Linked DNA regions of Mus musculus: region 2 is linked to region 1. The links are chromatin contacts, called in public HiChIP or PLAC-seq maps. All regions are on one chromosome and are shown on one strand. Each heading gives the region's core, a stretch centred on a gene start, on an enhancer-like site or on the middle of the called end of the contact. The rest is flanking DNA. Distances are from core to core; before and after follow the strand shown.

Region 1 (7,954 bases), core at 2,600-5,099:
CTCAGGTGGGTTTTAAGAGCTGATGGCTGTGAGAACTTGGCATCACACTTGGTACAGCCATAGGGCTTGTCGCCTGTGTGTGTGCGCTCGTGCAGCCGCAGAGCAGTCTTGGAGCTCAGGCCTTTGCCACACTGGCCACAGCGGTGCCGCTCGCCACCACCCTCATGCACCTGCAGCACATGCCGTTTCACATCTTTCTTGCGTTTGAACTTCTTGGCACACATTTCACACGGGAAGTGGCGCTCGCTGCTGTGCACGTGGCGCTGGTGGCTCTTCAGGTTGCAGCGGTTGGCAAAGGTCTGGCCACAAGTGTCACATCGGTACACCACTTCGGTGGCCACACCATGGTGGTACTTGATATGTTTCAGGAAACTCTTCTCGTACAGGAAGGCCTTGTCACAGACTGTGCACTGGAAGTTACTCTTCTTCTTCTCCTCCCCGTCCTTTCCTTCTTCCTCTTCCTTCTCCCCCTCCACTTTCTGCAGGCTTTCCTCCAGTTCTACACTAGCAGGGCAAGCCTCACTTTTGGCAGCTGGCTCAGTCTCCATCCTCTCATTGTCTGGGCTTTGGTCCTGAGGACACTTGTCATTCTCTGCGGCTTCCTCAGCACTTTTCTGCTGTTCTCGGAGCCTTCTTGTATATTTCTTTTTGGGGATTTCCACAAACACCTTTTTTCCAGCCAGCCTCCCACTTGCTCTTCTGATTTTAGGGAAGGGAGGCTTAGCCACATCTTTCTTCTTGTCCAGTTTCTCCTTACACTTCTTGGATGGTGTTTCTGGTGAGAGCCCATTGCCCAGTCTCTCTATTGGGTAGTCGGAGGAATCTACAAGGCCATTGGAGTGAGCATCCTCCCCTGGTACACTTGCTTTGGAGCTGGGGGTCACACTCACCTGGGGGCCACTGCTGGCCTCCACCTCCTGAGACTCAGAGAAATTCTGCAATTCCAAAAGGACAGACTCCAGCATCTGCTTCTTTAGCTGCAAGCATGTTTCAGACAGGTCCAAACACTTTAGCTTCTCAGCCACTTCGAGCATCTGCTGCACACGGTCTTCTTCTACCCGCACTTTGGCAGTATAGACAAACTCCAGAAACGAAGCAAAGTCAACAGCCTGAACTTCATTCAAGTAAACATTAGTCCTGGTTCCATCTGCACTCTTCTCGTTTAGGAACACCTCCTTAAAAAACTTGCTGGTGGCCGCCAGCACTGCTTTATGGGCCATGAAGTCTTCATGGACACCCTGGTTCTCTATGCTAACAGTGACATCACACAAGTGGCCCAGAAGGCGGAGCTCATGCATCTCATGCAGAAGGTTGAGTGGTGAAGATTTGGATTCCAGCAAAACTGTGCCACTTTCCATCTTCCTTCTAAAAGCAGCTTTGAAAACAAAATCAAGACTCAATCAGCTCACGAATGAAGACCAAAGAAAGGGCTTGAAATTATGTGAGTTACATTGGTTCTTAAGAATATAAACAGTAACTAACATACTCAAATCTTCTCATTGAAAGATTCAAATCACTACTGGATGTGGCAGCATGTATCTATAACCAACACTGCCAGGTAGGATCCCAGCATTTAGAAGGTAAAGACAGGAAGACAGGAGTTCAAAACCAATCTTGGCCAACTTTGAGGCCAGCCGGAACTATATGAGACCCTATCTCAAAACAACAACAACCATTACTCAAAGATAGGGTGGAAGAGTTGGCTCAGCAGCTAAGAAAAGTACATGCTGTTCTTGCAGAAAACCCAAGGTTAATCCCAGCACCCACACTGGGTGACTCACAACTGCTCTACCTCCAGTTTTAGGGGATCTGACTTCTCAGACACCTGCATTCACTTGCACATACCCTAACAAAGAAATGTGCATAGTATTAAAAACAAAATGGATCTTAAAAAAAAAAACACATATAGAACACAGAGTCCAATTACACTTCACTTCTTATCAGTTTCTAAAGTCCCAGAAAGGCTTTCATGAGAAATATTCTCATGAAAACAATACTGGCAAGCCTTCCCCCAGTGCTGAGCACAAATGATAAGTTCACCTTTAGTGAAACTCATTAAGGCAGTAATTTGCTTATCAAGGTTATTTTCTAATCTACTCAAAGACATATTCCAAAGTATAGGAAAATTTACATCTAGTTGGGTTTTTTTGAGCAAGAAATTGTTATTTGATAATCACTTTTACCACTGAAAACAGCACTTCCTAGAAAAATAGCTTAAAACCCATCCTTATTTGCAATGTCCTTAAACACCAGGTAAACTGAGCTGCTCTCCTGAAATAATTCAAGTTCCAGAGCGTTTACAAACTGTGTAACCTTGAGCAAGTGGGAAGCTTCTCTGGACGTTCACTTCTTCCTCTTGAAGACCCAGCCATTCTGAGCCTTTATGGAACACAACATAGCAAACACTTCCAACTTGTCTGACCTTTGCTGGTTCATGGTGGGCTTCCTACACACCTGTAAAGGACATCTCATCTTACGGGTGACAGGCCAGTATGATTAGCTGGCTGATGGGCATCTTGAACCGGAGCCTCATGCCCGTCTTGGTTCAACTATAGTTTGTCAACAACCCCCTCAACTCCAGCTTCACCAAATGAAAGGTTATTCCCCTGCAGTTAACATATCCCCCAAGATTCCTGTCCTGGATTCCAAAATGCTAGCCCAACTTCCTGTCTTCTGCTTTGTGCACTCTTCTCAGAGTCCTCTGTCTCTGAATCTAACTTCCTTTTCCAGGCTTACATGGGTCTCCAAGTCTCCACCCTCCAGAGCATTCCTAGATCTCCTTCACCTGACGCTAGACATCACCTTGGATTCCATATGTCTACCTGGATCTGCCATTGCCTCTCCATTTCATTCAAGAGACCACTACCCAAAATCTCCAGTCTCAAACACAGAAAAGACTCCTAGAGAGTGCAATTGTAAATTTGGCACCTGTGGAATGTCATGTTGACTAAAGGGGACTCTACAGGGAACACTACCTACCTACAGAGGAAGCTTAAATAAAGGAAATACTGGTATGAGAGAGACAAGAGGCAAGTACTCAAGGGCCAATGCTCTTCAGAATCCCCGGCCCCAGCCTGAAGACTAAAGCTGAAGACCCCTCTTGGCCCGATGCCCATACGGCCAGCCTGATTTCCTAACACCTCGCCCTGGTCCCTCAAGGGAAATCGAAGTTCTTCCAGGAGATCTGGCAGCGACTTCACCATCAGCCAAGAAGGCCCTGAGCAGATTTCCCTGTTTACCTCCCCTGGGGGCAGACACCGGTCATAGCGAGCGGCTATTTGAGGTCTAGTGACAGCTGTGTTCCATTGTAACTCATTGGCATTCGGCCGTCTCAGGGTGGGCCTAGCCTCCTCACCAAGGTCGCCTAGTAGTCCCGGGGTCGGGACTCCCAGGCCAGGCCTCCAGGAGACGCTGTTCTCCGCAGCCTGCCCACCCTAGAGGGATCCTGGCTCTCAGGCAGGGAATAAAGGTCGGTGTCGGTGGCCTCTCTGACTGCACCACCTCTGACCCCACCTTGGCTACCCCGAGTCCCGGACCACCGATGATCTTCCAAAGCCGCAGGGAGAATGAACTCTGGCGGCAAGGTCCAGCCCTTCCTCCGGCCTCCAGAGTCCAGCCTGCGTGGTCATTTCGGCCTGTCCCGCCGCACCCCCGTACTCCCCGTCCTGTGCCTACATCCCCCACAGCCCGCCGCTCCAAGGGACAGAAGACAGAGGACAGCCTAGAAGACGAACCAGTCGGCAGCACGCTCACCTCTTAGCCAGTGCCTCCACGGACCCGTACCCTGGCCCAGGCCAGCAGGGACAGCGGACCGCAGGGTCCGCGGATTGGTCGCCACGAGCGCGCCCCGCCCCCTAGTGGGCTCCGCCCCCCGTAGGCTAGGAAGGCGCTGCGCGCGCACCTCCAGCTGCAAAGGCGGTTCCGGCCGTTGGTTACGTGATCTTACGTGAGTTTGAGCAGGGCCCCTAGCTAGCAGATCCCGGATTTACCACCAGCGTCTATCCAAGGCCGCGCCTGCGCAGAACACCGCAGTGGTTGGGGGCAGAGCTATTTGACAAAGTTGGGACAAGCTCCAGCTGCGCAGCTAGGCATTGGTCAGCAGGTTGCTGGAAGCAGGATTTTTCTAGCCTTCCGGGGTGCCTCGGTGGGTCAAGTCTTGGCGTAGGGCACGGCCGGGGTGGGATGGGAAGGCTGGCGCAGCTTTGTATTTCTTGAATCATTCCGCTTTAAATCCCACTCATGATCTTAATTAAAACCTGGTCATTAGAAAATCCTGCCTGACACTTCCAGTTCCCGGTAAATGTTGATCATGCTTCCACCTACTGCTAAAGCTTTACGAAGTCGCCTCCCTACTGCCACCAGCCAGCTAGACCTCTTCTTGCTGAGAATAGAATGTCTCTGGTCACTTCTTTCGTTGAACATTTAGTTTAGCGAAACAGTGCTTTTTCCTCCCTTTAAAATATATCTAATCCTCTAGAAAACTAACTGGCCTCTGTCTTAATACAGACCGTGTCTTTCTCTAGGGTGGAAGCCGGCTATTTCAAGTAGAAATGCCCACGAGATTGATAGCTCCTTCAACTTCCCAAATGCCTTGTTCTTTTAACTAGCTCCTGCTGCAAAGAGGCGATCTAGCCACTGAATTAAGCCAATTACCTGAAATAAAAGTTCTTACAAGGTGAAGTTAGTTTAAACTATGACTTCAATAGATATTGATGATTATATCTTGGAATACACGTGTGTGTGTGTGTGTGTGTGTGTGTGTGTGTGTGATAAGCCATAAACTGTTTTGCTACACAGAAGAATGAAATCTCGATTTACAACCCAGTTTGGAATATAAGTAAAACCATTTTGTGTGATTTGAAATAATGTAATGTTTTCAAGATGTGTTATGGAGCCAACCACATGGCAGCTCCTATGAGCCAAGCAGGCTTCGATATGCTGATGAACCAACCCTGAGCTGGGAGTCCCTTAATCTTTATAATAGCATGGTATTATAGGGAGTGTTTGTGTGAATAAACTGAGCATATTCAAAAGGGAAATCTATGTGTACGAAAAATGAGACAGAAGTATTTAAACTCTAGCTCAACAGGCTGAGACTGCTTTATTGGACCAGCAAGGGGCCCCGACATTTCTGTGGGATGAAAGTTGAGTGCATTTAGTTGGACTGGTGGAAAGGTATATATTGTCGTTCCTAAGCAGGGGGGTGGGGTGGGGGTGGGGGGCAATTAGGAGTTGCCCTGACAACCGCACCTCCTCTTCTGTCTCCCACTACTGGCTTCTGGGAGATGTCACCTCAGCCAAAGCCGCCTGAGGCATGGATAGTTTTCCCATCCAGATCCATGGGCCAAGTGAACAAAAGGGGTGTGGGGGAAAAGCCACCAATCCCTGAGCAGGAAAACTCACCAATCGCTGAGCTCCCCAAGCTCAGGATTTGAAATCCCAGAAATCCTGACCCCGGAAATCTCTGCCCTGAAAAGCTCCTCCCCTAAGAAATCCGGTATAACAGCTCCTCCCGCCCGCCCACCCCCCATCCCCCACCCCCGGTCTATGATTCAGCTCACTGTTGTTGCTTCTCCCTGGAGCCTGGAGCAGAGGCAGCTTTACTCCTGGAGTTTTCTAACGAAATCTATGTGAGGTTTGCTGTGCAGTGAGCTGTAACACTTTCCCTAGAACAGAGAACAGACAGCTGTTAGACTCCCAGTCTCCCCAGCAGAGCAGGCAGTGACATTTCTATAGGGCAAGTCTTTCACTTCAGAGCTGCAACACTTAACATTTATCTACACTTATATATCTACACACATCAGTGGGTAGCTACCAGGCTAAAGTGCCTGGCCAACTAGAGCTAAGGCGCAACCAAAGGAAGGTTTTATTAGCTTGCTTTAAGCATATGCATTTACATAGGCTTTCATCCTTAAGTCCCTGTTGGGTTCTGGCCCCAGGTTACACTTTGAACAATTTTAACAGAGAAAGGAGACTGAAAGTCTGGCTGCTTAGGCAAATAGTAGATTTACACAGCAAAGATACAACATTTTGTCAGAATTGTTTTAAGTACACCAGTTTTGTTGTAGCACTGTTTTGGTTTGGTTTTTGGTGCTTTGTTTTGTTTTGTTTGTTTGTTTGTTTGTTGAAGGGTTGTTACCCAGGGGCAGTACAGGGGACTTAATGATGGTTGTAATCTTGCATCCCCCCCCCCCACACACACACCTTGAGCTGCCTTTTACACATGTCTTTGGGGATGGATCTAAAGGCTGTAGCCAATTGTGGTGAACACACATTTGAGCATCCTAACATCCTAATTTTTTCTTCTAACAGGCCTGATTAATATACTACTACTTATCTTTGGGGGTGTTTTGGAGGTAACTCCTTTAGCTAAATTCCACTTGTGTGATTTAATGCCTTCTCTGAAAAATCTATTAGTAAATCATTTTTATAACGTCAATTCTATCACATAGTTTCTTCTACACCAATGTAACTAAAGTCTGGATTAAATCCTGGTCACCACTTTTCATTTGTGCCCCCTGTACTTGGCTCAGACTCCTGCTTGACTCTGCTGACCTCACTTCATCCCCCCTCGGTAAATCATTGCTTTACCCTTTCTTCAGATTATCCCGGATTTTAGAACTACATATCTGACCCATACACTTCTTTGTGCCAAGGGACTGAAACTATCCCCAAGCAATGGTAAGACAACACAGAGCCAAAACCTCACCAACAAGAAATCACCAGCAGATAAAGAATGCTACTAAACAATTCTCATTAGAATATGAGTAGGGTCAAATTCTCCATCGCGCGCAACCACTGTTGGATTGATATCCCGCAGCGCTTTGTCCCTCACACTGGGAGACTCAGGCAGCCACTGAGGCCCAGGTCTCTTGGCTTGCCGCCTAGTTTCCCGGGGAACCATCTTGTAATTGGCTCTGGGTGGTCGCGTGGTGATGACGTGACACCCCACCCCAGTCCTAAAGGTATGGCGCTATAGTGATCTTAGCCCAGAAGTGAGAGGCTGTGCGGTCCTGACATCCAACCAAGCAGAGCAGCAGTTGCTACCACGCGGCCGCGCTGGAAGCTATCGGAGGCAAGGAATGAGAAAGAACAGGGCGGGCGTGGGAGTTGACGGGGAAACAACGCGGCGTTGTCGTGGGCGAGTTTTCTTGTGCGGTTCCCAGGCACCAACATCCAGCCAGTGTGTTTACTTTACAGTGCGTCAATTATGGGTCAGCTCGAGAGTTGAGTTTTAACAGGCCACAAGTCTTTACCTGCTTTAAATTTGGGCACATTATCACTTAACCGCTCCCCTCTCCCATATACACTCCATCTTTAGCCATTTCACACAAGTGTTTTTGGTAATCACCCAGGAAAAAAATTAGAAGGAAAGACTTTTCACAATTTTCCAACAAGGTAGCACTAAAAAAACAAAAAATCTTGTCTTTGTTAAAGCAAAATAGAGGTTAGAGCAGAACCCAGACCTCTCAATTTAGCAGACATTCTAAAAGGGAACTTGAAATAGACTACAAATGAAGATTTGTGGTTGAAGCAAACGTTGCCTTTATTGTTCTAAAAACAAATGTGGCTGCCACAGAAAAAGGTACCTCTTTTCTTGCTGAGTACTTTCTCCAGGTCCTTATGTGTGCTGGGTCCAACAGGAGAGAGCCTAGTGTTGACTGCAGAGTGTTTGCCTGTGGCCTATGTGTGGAGTGCATTTTCGTAGGGCAGGGATAAGAACAGCAAAGGAAAAGGTGGGTTGATGGATGGGGGAGGGGGTGAGGGAGAGGGAACCTTGACAGGGTAGGGTGTAGGGGACAAGAACCTGGGGGAGAGCAGAAGGTTGAATTGGAGGATGCTAGCAAGAGAGAAATTAGAGTGGATTGTGGAATGGATATTGAGCAAAGCTCTGAGAACCGTGTTAATTCATATTCATACATCCCCAGAGTGGCAGGAAATCAAGAACCTGGAG
Region 2 (7,954 bases), core at 1,775-4,274, 39 kb before region 1:
CTATGCCTGGCCTAGGGCTCCTAAGTCAGGGCTCCCTTGCTGGGGAGTGGTTCTCCCTGAATCTTAGCCCACAGACCTCCTCCCAACTTATATCAGGAGCCATGCACACTGGATTTGTTTCTTTTTACCTCCATTTGAGTGGAGGTTTTCTATATGCAGGTTGTGTTTGTACATTTATATTTAGGTAACATTATCCCTTGGGAGTTATAGCAGTTATTAATATTTTATAAAGATTGAAATTCATGTCAAAGATTACATTTTATAAAGGTAATTTTTTTTTTAGACAAAATTTCACTGTGTAGCTCTGGCTACAATTCACTATATAGATACAGATGGCATCGAACTCACGCTCAAGCCACTGCCTCCTTTGTGCTGGGATTAAAGGTGTGTGCCACCACCTACCTGGGAAGATGGGTTTAGAATGTCACTGGTCAGATCCGGTTGTGTGGAATTGGATTGGAAGTTGAATTGATGCTATCCTTTGCTTTCTTAGGTATTTACCTATCTTTGTTTGTTTGTTTGTTTGTTTTTTAAACCAACGTTCTGTTATTAGCTCTTATTGGTGCATACTCTTCCTATGAAGGCGGAGCTTCAGAGCATTGCCAGAAGTCCAGTCAGCCTTTTCAACTACCCATGCCTATCCTCTTACCTTAATCAGGAAATTAAACTCAATTAATACTTTTGTTAGCCAGTTGTTAAATGTGGAGTGGAGTGTTCTGCTTTCATGAAAATCCATGATTCCTCATCCACCCCCTTAAATAAGCAGAAACAATGAAAAGTTCTCAGAAAGTTGAATCTGAATATACAGGAGTGAGCTTTGAGGCATCTTTTTGTTGGCATGTGCTAGCACCCAACCTGGTTGCTTCTCCTCGTCTCCTAGCTGACTGCCTCTCTGAGCAGGCTGTGAATGGTATTACGTGCATGTGGTCCGAGCAAGATCCAAACCCTGGACTTTTAGACTTTTGTGCTGAACACTGAGCTCTGCCATCAGTTAATGGAAAAATGAAGGAACTTCTGATTGCTGCTTCCCCTCTCCCTTGGCCTGGGAATATCTTAAAGAGTATCTCCCTTCTCCTACTTGTTTAATAAACATGTTGTTTTCAAATGGCACATAAGTGTACTACAGTGGGACATTTCAATGTTAACTGTGTTGTGCAGACCAGAGCAGTTGTCAAAATTAATCACCCCAAGATACTTTTTATATCTCTGTGGAGAAAATTAAGAATCATCTCCACTGGCTATTTTGAAATGTTGTCAACAGTATTTATCCTGCTGTGCTGTAGAACATGAGACATTCTTCCATGAGATCACCTACATACCTGTACCTGTTAATCATCCTACCCCTCCCCCCTGCCTTCTCCTGCCCGTAACCCTTCCCAAACCTTGGTAACTACAGATCTATCCCATACTTCTGTTTTAGTCAGGTCCTCTGCAGCACCAGAAGCAGGGGATGGAAGAAAGAAGTCAGAATTTACTAAGTGGACTTTGAGATAGTAACAAGAGCCACATCACGCTGAGATGCTGAGAACCTGGTAGTTAGTCCTTAGGCAGGCTCCTAAACATGAAGAGTAATCCCACAGCAGCTGTCCCTTATCCTGAGGTCCTCATTACAACTCAGGTTTCACTTTCATGGCTTTGTGCAGTGGCTTCTCAGAGCCTCCTTGCAGGGAATCTAGCCACATGCTGCCTTGTTGCAGCGTCTTCTAAGACTCTAGAGCAAGCCTCTATGACCCCATTACTTATATTTTTCATCTCTCCAAAACCTTTACCATGTGTTCAATGCCAGATTCTGCTTGCTTGGGATGTAGCCTTTCCTCTTGGGCCATGGCTGCAGTGGTCTAAGCTTAGAAGAACATTTCTCTAGGTGGGTCTGTTAGAGCAAGATACCCTAGAGACTCTGTCAAACTTACTTCCCTCCCCTTTCCTTCCCTCCATCCTTCTTTGCAAGCCAAAGCATCATGTAGCCACACTGGCCTTAAACTCACTAAGTAGCTTAGATTGCAGTAGCATGCATCGGTCATCCCAGCAATCCTATGAGTTGGAGTGTGGAATAGAGACATAAGAATCAACTGGAAGCTCTCGGGCCAGCGAGTCTGGAGTATGCAGCCTAGCAGCAAAAACAAGGGAGACCCCACTTCAAAGAGGTGAAAGGGAGAACGAATTCCTGAAAGTTGTTCTGACCACCATGCACTCACCTGAAGTCTGATGCACACAAATGCACATATACAATTATTTTATTAAAGCTTTATTGTAAAACACTTGTAGGAGGAAAACATTCAGCAAGAATAGCTAGATCTAAAGTCTATACATCTCAGTGAACTTCAATACAGAATAAAAGTAGTTTTAATATGCAGGGTTTTCCAACAAGTTCTGAAGTTCTTGGTGTATGCAGCCATGCTCCCTCCCCACCCCCTGCTAAGACACTTTTCGTATTCTACTCAGTGTCTGTGATTTCTCTTTCTTGGCTGTAGTCTCTTTAACACTTGGCAGATGCTTTCTCCAAGCTCATGTTAACTCACAGCTTTTATTTTGCTTTTTTGTGACAAGGTTTCTCTGGGTAGCCCTGACCATCTTGGAGCTCGCTCTGTAGACCAGGCTGGCCTGGAACGAAAAGATCCAACTGCCTCTGCCTCCCAAGTGCTGGGATTAAAGGTGTGAGCCACCACCATCCTGGTGGTGCCACCACCACCCAGCTGCCCGCAGGTTTCAAACTGCTCATATTCCTTTCCTCTAGAAACTATATTTTCCCGATCTTTCTACTCTATTTGTCCACCTAAATCTGGTTAAGAGCACTAAGCAGTGACCATTCTGTAGCCTGGATATTGTTGTGTCTTGGAATTCTACAAAGTACATAGTCCATTACTTTTTAATTCACCCTCATGCACGTTTTCAGGATGGGGCAGAACCTAGCCAGATTCTTTGCCAGAATGTGCCACAAATGGCCCTGTTCCTGTTAGAGTCCTTGTTTCTCTCTGAGACCCAGTGAGTCACACCCTCACTGTTCACATTTGTATCATCATCCTTCCCTACCCCCACTGCAATAGCACATTAATCTCTATTTATAGCTCTCTGGGGCTTTGCTAGTCTGTGTCTCCAGTCTCCTCCATATTTCTCCTGCAAATCAGCCACATGAACAGATTTATCACTGTAATAACCCCACTTCTGATACAGATGTTTTATTATTTACTTTTTGCTGCGACAGGATATCTTATTAAAGCAACTTAAGAATTTATTTGGCTTGAGGTTTGAGAGAAGTCCATCATGGTAGAGGTGTAATAGGAAGTGGTTTCATTACTACAGGATCATGTGGCTGGGACTCCTCACCTACAGAACAGGAAGCAGAGACCATACAGGAAGCAGGGCCCAGCAATAAATATCAAGGCCCACTCAAGTGGCCCATTTCCTGCTTAGTCTGTATAATGTATGTATGTATGTATGTATGTATGTATGTATGCATGCATGCATGCAGGGCTGACCATTTAAAATTGGATAATTAATTGGTAATTCTTCCCTAGGGAAGACTATTTCTCTCACTCCCATTCCTTAGTCGCGTGTAGTTCTTTGTGAAGGGTTGAAACCTTGTGGGCTTTACCCCCTCGTCTACTTGGGTGTGTCTCTTGTTATTTTTATTCAGCTCATGTTTAGGCTGTGATGTTGGTGAGACTTTATGGTTATAGCTTCTGATGTTCCTAGGAGATAGTACTCTCACACAAGCTCCCTGATTGGCTCTTAAAAATCTTTCTGCCCCCTCTTCCTCAGTGTTCCCTGAGCCTTAGGGGAGTTGTTTTGTAGGTGTATCCATTGGGACTGGGTTCCACAGGTTTGTTCTTATTGGTCATGGCTTTCTATAATGGTCCCCATCTTGTTGCAAAGAGGTTTCCTTCAAGAGTGATGAAGACTAGACTTATCTATAAGTATAAGGACAAACATTTAGAATGTACAAGTTATGTTTTTGCTGTTTAGTAAAGTGGAGGTTGTCGCTGCTCCTTCAAGATCTATGACTTCACTAGTCCTGGGTAGTGGCAAGGTTTCCATTATCAGGTAGATATCCTTCTTGTTGAGCAGGTCTTACGTCTAATTAGAGAGCTGTTGGCTGCTGCCATGGTATGAGTGCTAGTATTGCACTCCTAGGGTTATAGTGTTGCTGGTTTGTCTTTGTGGTTCACAGGCATCATAGCTGAGTAGGACTGTTGCTTGTCTTCCTCCTTTGGATGCTTGCGTGGTGCTTTTTGGTACCGTAAACGCTAGTCCTCAGGGAGGAGACATTCAGGTCAGTTCCAGCTCAGGTGTCTTCAGCAATAGAGACTTTACTTGCACCCCTTGGAGGCAATCAGTGGCAATATCAATAGCCTGTAGTATTTGAGATACTGACCAACCAATAGCTCAAAAGAGGGCTTTTCATGCCGAGTTTTAGACATTTTTGTTGTATCGTCTTTGGCTCTTGGAGGGAACACTTTCAACCCAGATGAGAAAATTTCATGTAAATTTATACATACTTATATAGACTTATATATACATTATAGATTTTTAGGGAAGATAGTTAATAGTAATAGTATGATTTCTTAGGACTTTTTCAGGCTTTCTTATCCTCTTTCCTTTTTCATATTTATGGCAGAGATACTTTTAAACAGAGAGTGAGTGGATTTGTCTCTCCTTTCTCAATATTTTCTATTTTTGCTTGCTACCTTGAGGAACACGTGGACAGCTTATTAAAAATTGCTATGTGGAGCTGGGCTCACTACTGCATGTCTGGAATCCTAGGACTGGAGAGGCAGGGGGATCTTGAGTTTAAGGCTTGCCTATATAGAGCAAGGCCTTGTGTCAAAACAAACATCAGTAGCAACCCCCCCCCCCCCCGAAAAACAAACAAAACAGAAAGCAAACTCAACAACAGTAAAACCACCAGGAGCAGCAAACAAAACAAAACAAAACAAAACAAAACAAAACACCAAAAAAACAGTGATGTGGACAGATTCTTCCATCAACACACTCACAGCCAATGCTGTCATTGTAACCTGTGTGCCGGGCCCTGGTCTGACCTCTTGCTGCAGGATAGGCTGAGATGTTCCTGCCAGTAATAAGCACAGTGGTTCTTGTCTTTGTAGCAGCCCTCAGGGTATCCGGATTATAGCCCTGAATTCTCTCTGGTTGTGCCTGCACACAGATACATTGCCATAGCTGTAATTATTTGAGATATTTCTACTCTAATATCTTGTAATCTTTAGAGGCAGCTTTATTTCTGCCTCTGCAGTTGTTACCTTTTCCTTTTGGGTACATCTCATGATGTGTGTGCCATTAATTCACTCCAGTCTACTTTGATACCTCCCTCCTCCCACCCACAGTTTTAAAATAGTTTGTATTATAGTTGCCAGTGTGCTCTGTGCTCCAAACAGTGATTACTTGGGGTGGGGAAATAATAGGACTTGAGAGGATTTGGGGATTAATTAACTTCTGACAGCTTTGCTCTTCACTGGCCCTTAGACAGCTGCCATGGACCTTGGTCTACAGTGACTGACCTCAGCAGTAAGTGGCCAAGGAGCTCTGGCCTCTGAAATGAACCGGTGCTAGGCTGAGGCCTCAGGGGGAGCCAGGTCTTGTGCCTGCTGGAGTTTCCTTTCATGGTAGAGAAGGTGTCTCCTTGTTCAAGGTCAGAAACTCCTGATACCAAAGGACGCTTACTTTAGCTCAGTTTATCTTTTTTTCATGCCACTTTGGTGCCATATGCTGGCATCATGTTACCTCATAGCAGAGATTCTTTTCAAATTCTCTTGTGTTTCTAAGAGTATTCTGCTCTCTGTGGAGCTCAGGGTAGCCATCAGTTGGATTATTTGAATATAAATACTGAGTATTGCTCTTTAAAACTCATAATATTTAGTGTTCATGTGCTAATTAAAGATATTTTCCAAAAGGTATGCAGTTTTATTTGTTTGTGGAGTCTGTTATTTTCCTTCCATCTTTGCATAGTTTGGGAATTGAATTTAGGTTGACAGACAAGAATCTTCACCCTATCAGCAGCCTACCTTTTATTTTTATATTGCTACCCAATGCTTACCCACCCCACTTGGGGGCAAAGAAAGGCTCATGTATCCCAGGTGGGCCTGAGACACATTATATTGTGGATGCTAACCTTGAACCTTTGAAGCCCTTGCCTTTACTCCCCAAGTGCTGCTATTACAGATGTGGTCCTTCCTGTGCAGTTTACATGGATTGGGTGAGGATCGTACCCAGGGCTTTGAGCGCAGTAGGCAAGCACTCTGCCAGCTGAGCCATAGCCCCAGCCTATATCCTGGTTGGTTTTTTGTTTGTTTTTGTTTTTTGTTTTTGTTTTTGATGATGAGTCTTCCCTAGATGGTTTGTTGGTTTGTTGTTATCTGTTTGTTTTTGAGACTGGTTCTCATGTACCACAGACTGGCCTCGAACTCATTGAGGATGACCTTAAATGTCTGATCATTATACTTCTACCTTCCACGTTTTGAGGTTTCAGGTATATATGCCTGGCTTTCTTCATTTTTATTGTTTTATTTTTAAGATTGATTTTTGTGTGTCTGTATGGGTATGTGCATATGAATGTAGGTACCTTTTGAGGTCAGAGGCCATGAGAGTTACAGGCTGTTGTGAGTTACCCATTGTGGGTACTTGGAACCAAATTCAGGTCCTCTGCAAAAGAAGTTTGTGTTCTTAACCACTAAGCCATCCCTTCAGCCCCTCTTCTCAAGTAATGAGAGTGCTTGTGATTCTGATCAGAACGGGTGTCTGTTGATGCAACCCAGCTAGCTCATTCTGCCTTCTCACAAAGATCTCTAGATTTGAAGTCAGGAGTGAGCTGAGCTGCACCTCTGTGCTGAGTGGCCATGGAGAGCTGCAGACCTCCAGATGACAGTGTCTCTTCTGTGAGATGAAGGAAGTATCCTCTCTGGTTATTATAATAATTTAAAAAATGTCCTGTTGTGGCAATACTTGGATGTAAGCTTAGCACAGCATACGGATTCTGTTGTTTGCATCTTGAAAGTAGGATAAGGTACATTTTAATTAAGCTAGTTTTATTTAGAAACTTAATAAGAATGGCTGCACTGACTGTAATTACAGTTCAAGATTCTGGGTACTTGACAGAAAACAAGACGCAGGGAAAGGCTAGCTCGTGTTAACTGTGACTAAAAGTGAGAAACTTCTCGTGTGAGGACTTTTCCACTAGGGAATCCTATTAGTTCATTGCTTTTTAGAAAAAAAAAAGAAGAAATGTCGATGGATTGGAGATATGGCTCACAGGTTAAGAGCCCTGGCTGTTCTTCCAGAGGGTCTTGGTTCAGTTCCCAGCACCTACAGGGCAGCTTGCAACCATCTGTAATTCCAGATCCAGGGGATCTGACACCGTCTTCTAGTTTCTGCAGGCACCAGGCGCACACACACATACATAAAGGAAGCAAGTCTTTAAAAGAATTTTAATGGCGATTTGAAATAGAGAAAAGGGACCTGAGGGCTGAGGTTGAAAGCTTTCCTTTTTGGAATAGCTTAATGACATCCTGCCATTCCTTCTGTGACATGGCCCCAGGTCATTTATTTGGCAGCTAGAAGTAGCAGTGTTACTGAGATATTATTCACCTAGCAAATAATTTACCTGTCTAAAGTGTGCTCTGATCTTTTAAAATGTTTGCATATTAGAGCTGTGCAACCATGAAAAGAACCAGCCCCAAATGAAAGAGCGTACCCTTTGCCGGTGGCACCCTTCCTGCCTCCCCAAATGAAACAATGCACCCTTTGCCAGTGGCACCCTTCCTGCCTTTCCCCAGCACTCTTGGCTCTAGATATCATAAGTCTGGTTTGTGACATCACAACAGAATGCCTGAGACTGAGTAGTTTAAAGGGGTGGATTTTTTAGTTCTGGAGAGTAGAACTTAGAAAAGTCAAGGTACTGGCATTTGTTGCGAGCCTTTACTGTCCTCACATGGTGGAAGTG

What was found. HiChIP or PLAC-seq counts read pairs in DNA pulled down with a chosen protein or histone mark.
Region 2: a contact with region 1 is called in an H3K4me3 HiChIP or PLAC-seq map of bone marrow-derived macrophages, with 2.9 times the contacts expected there. The contact joins the enhancer-like site here to the promoter of Gzf1 in region 1. A contact is called at or near these places in 2 of 15 datasets of contacts at CTCF or cohesin (CD8 T cells and the NIH/3T3 cell line), 9 of 484 Hi-C or Micro-C datasets (the Ba/F3 cell line, ECoMG myeloid progenitors, Th1 cells and 6 more), 6 of 115 datasets of contacts at active chromatin or transcription factors (the 230-238 cell line, bone marrow-derived macrophages and embryonic stem cells) and 2 of 9 other capture datasets (adipose tissue and pancreatic islet).

The regions. Positions count from the first base shown.
Region 1 is chr2:148,677,015-148,684,968 of GRCm38.p6, reverse strand. Gzf1 (GDNF-inducible zinc finger protein 1) reads right to left here and starts at 3,849. Exons shown (of 6, transcript NM_028986.3): 1 at 3,754-3,849; 2 at 1-1,375. The coding sequence starts at 1,358. It overlaps Gm46771 (a long non-coding RNA gene), which reads left to right and starts at 4,025. Exons shown (of 2, transcript XR_001783505.2): 1 at 4,025-4,144; 2 at 4,524-4,691.
Region 2 is chr2:148,714,846-148,722,799 of GRCm38.p6, reverse strand. The region is part of intron 1 of Napb (N-ethylmaleimide sensitive fusion protein attachment protein beta); the gene reads left to right. Among named protein-coding and RNA genes, the nearest start is that of Napb, 14 kb to the left of the region's middle. Within about 2 kb of position 3,024, at least 42 of the 459 cell types and tissues checked have an H3K27ac peak or open chromatin away from gene starts, as enhancers often do. A contact at or near this core is called in CD8 T cells, the NIH/3T3 cell line, bone marrow-derived macrophages and 1 more, where this site is marked.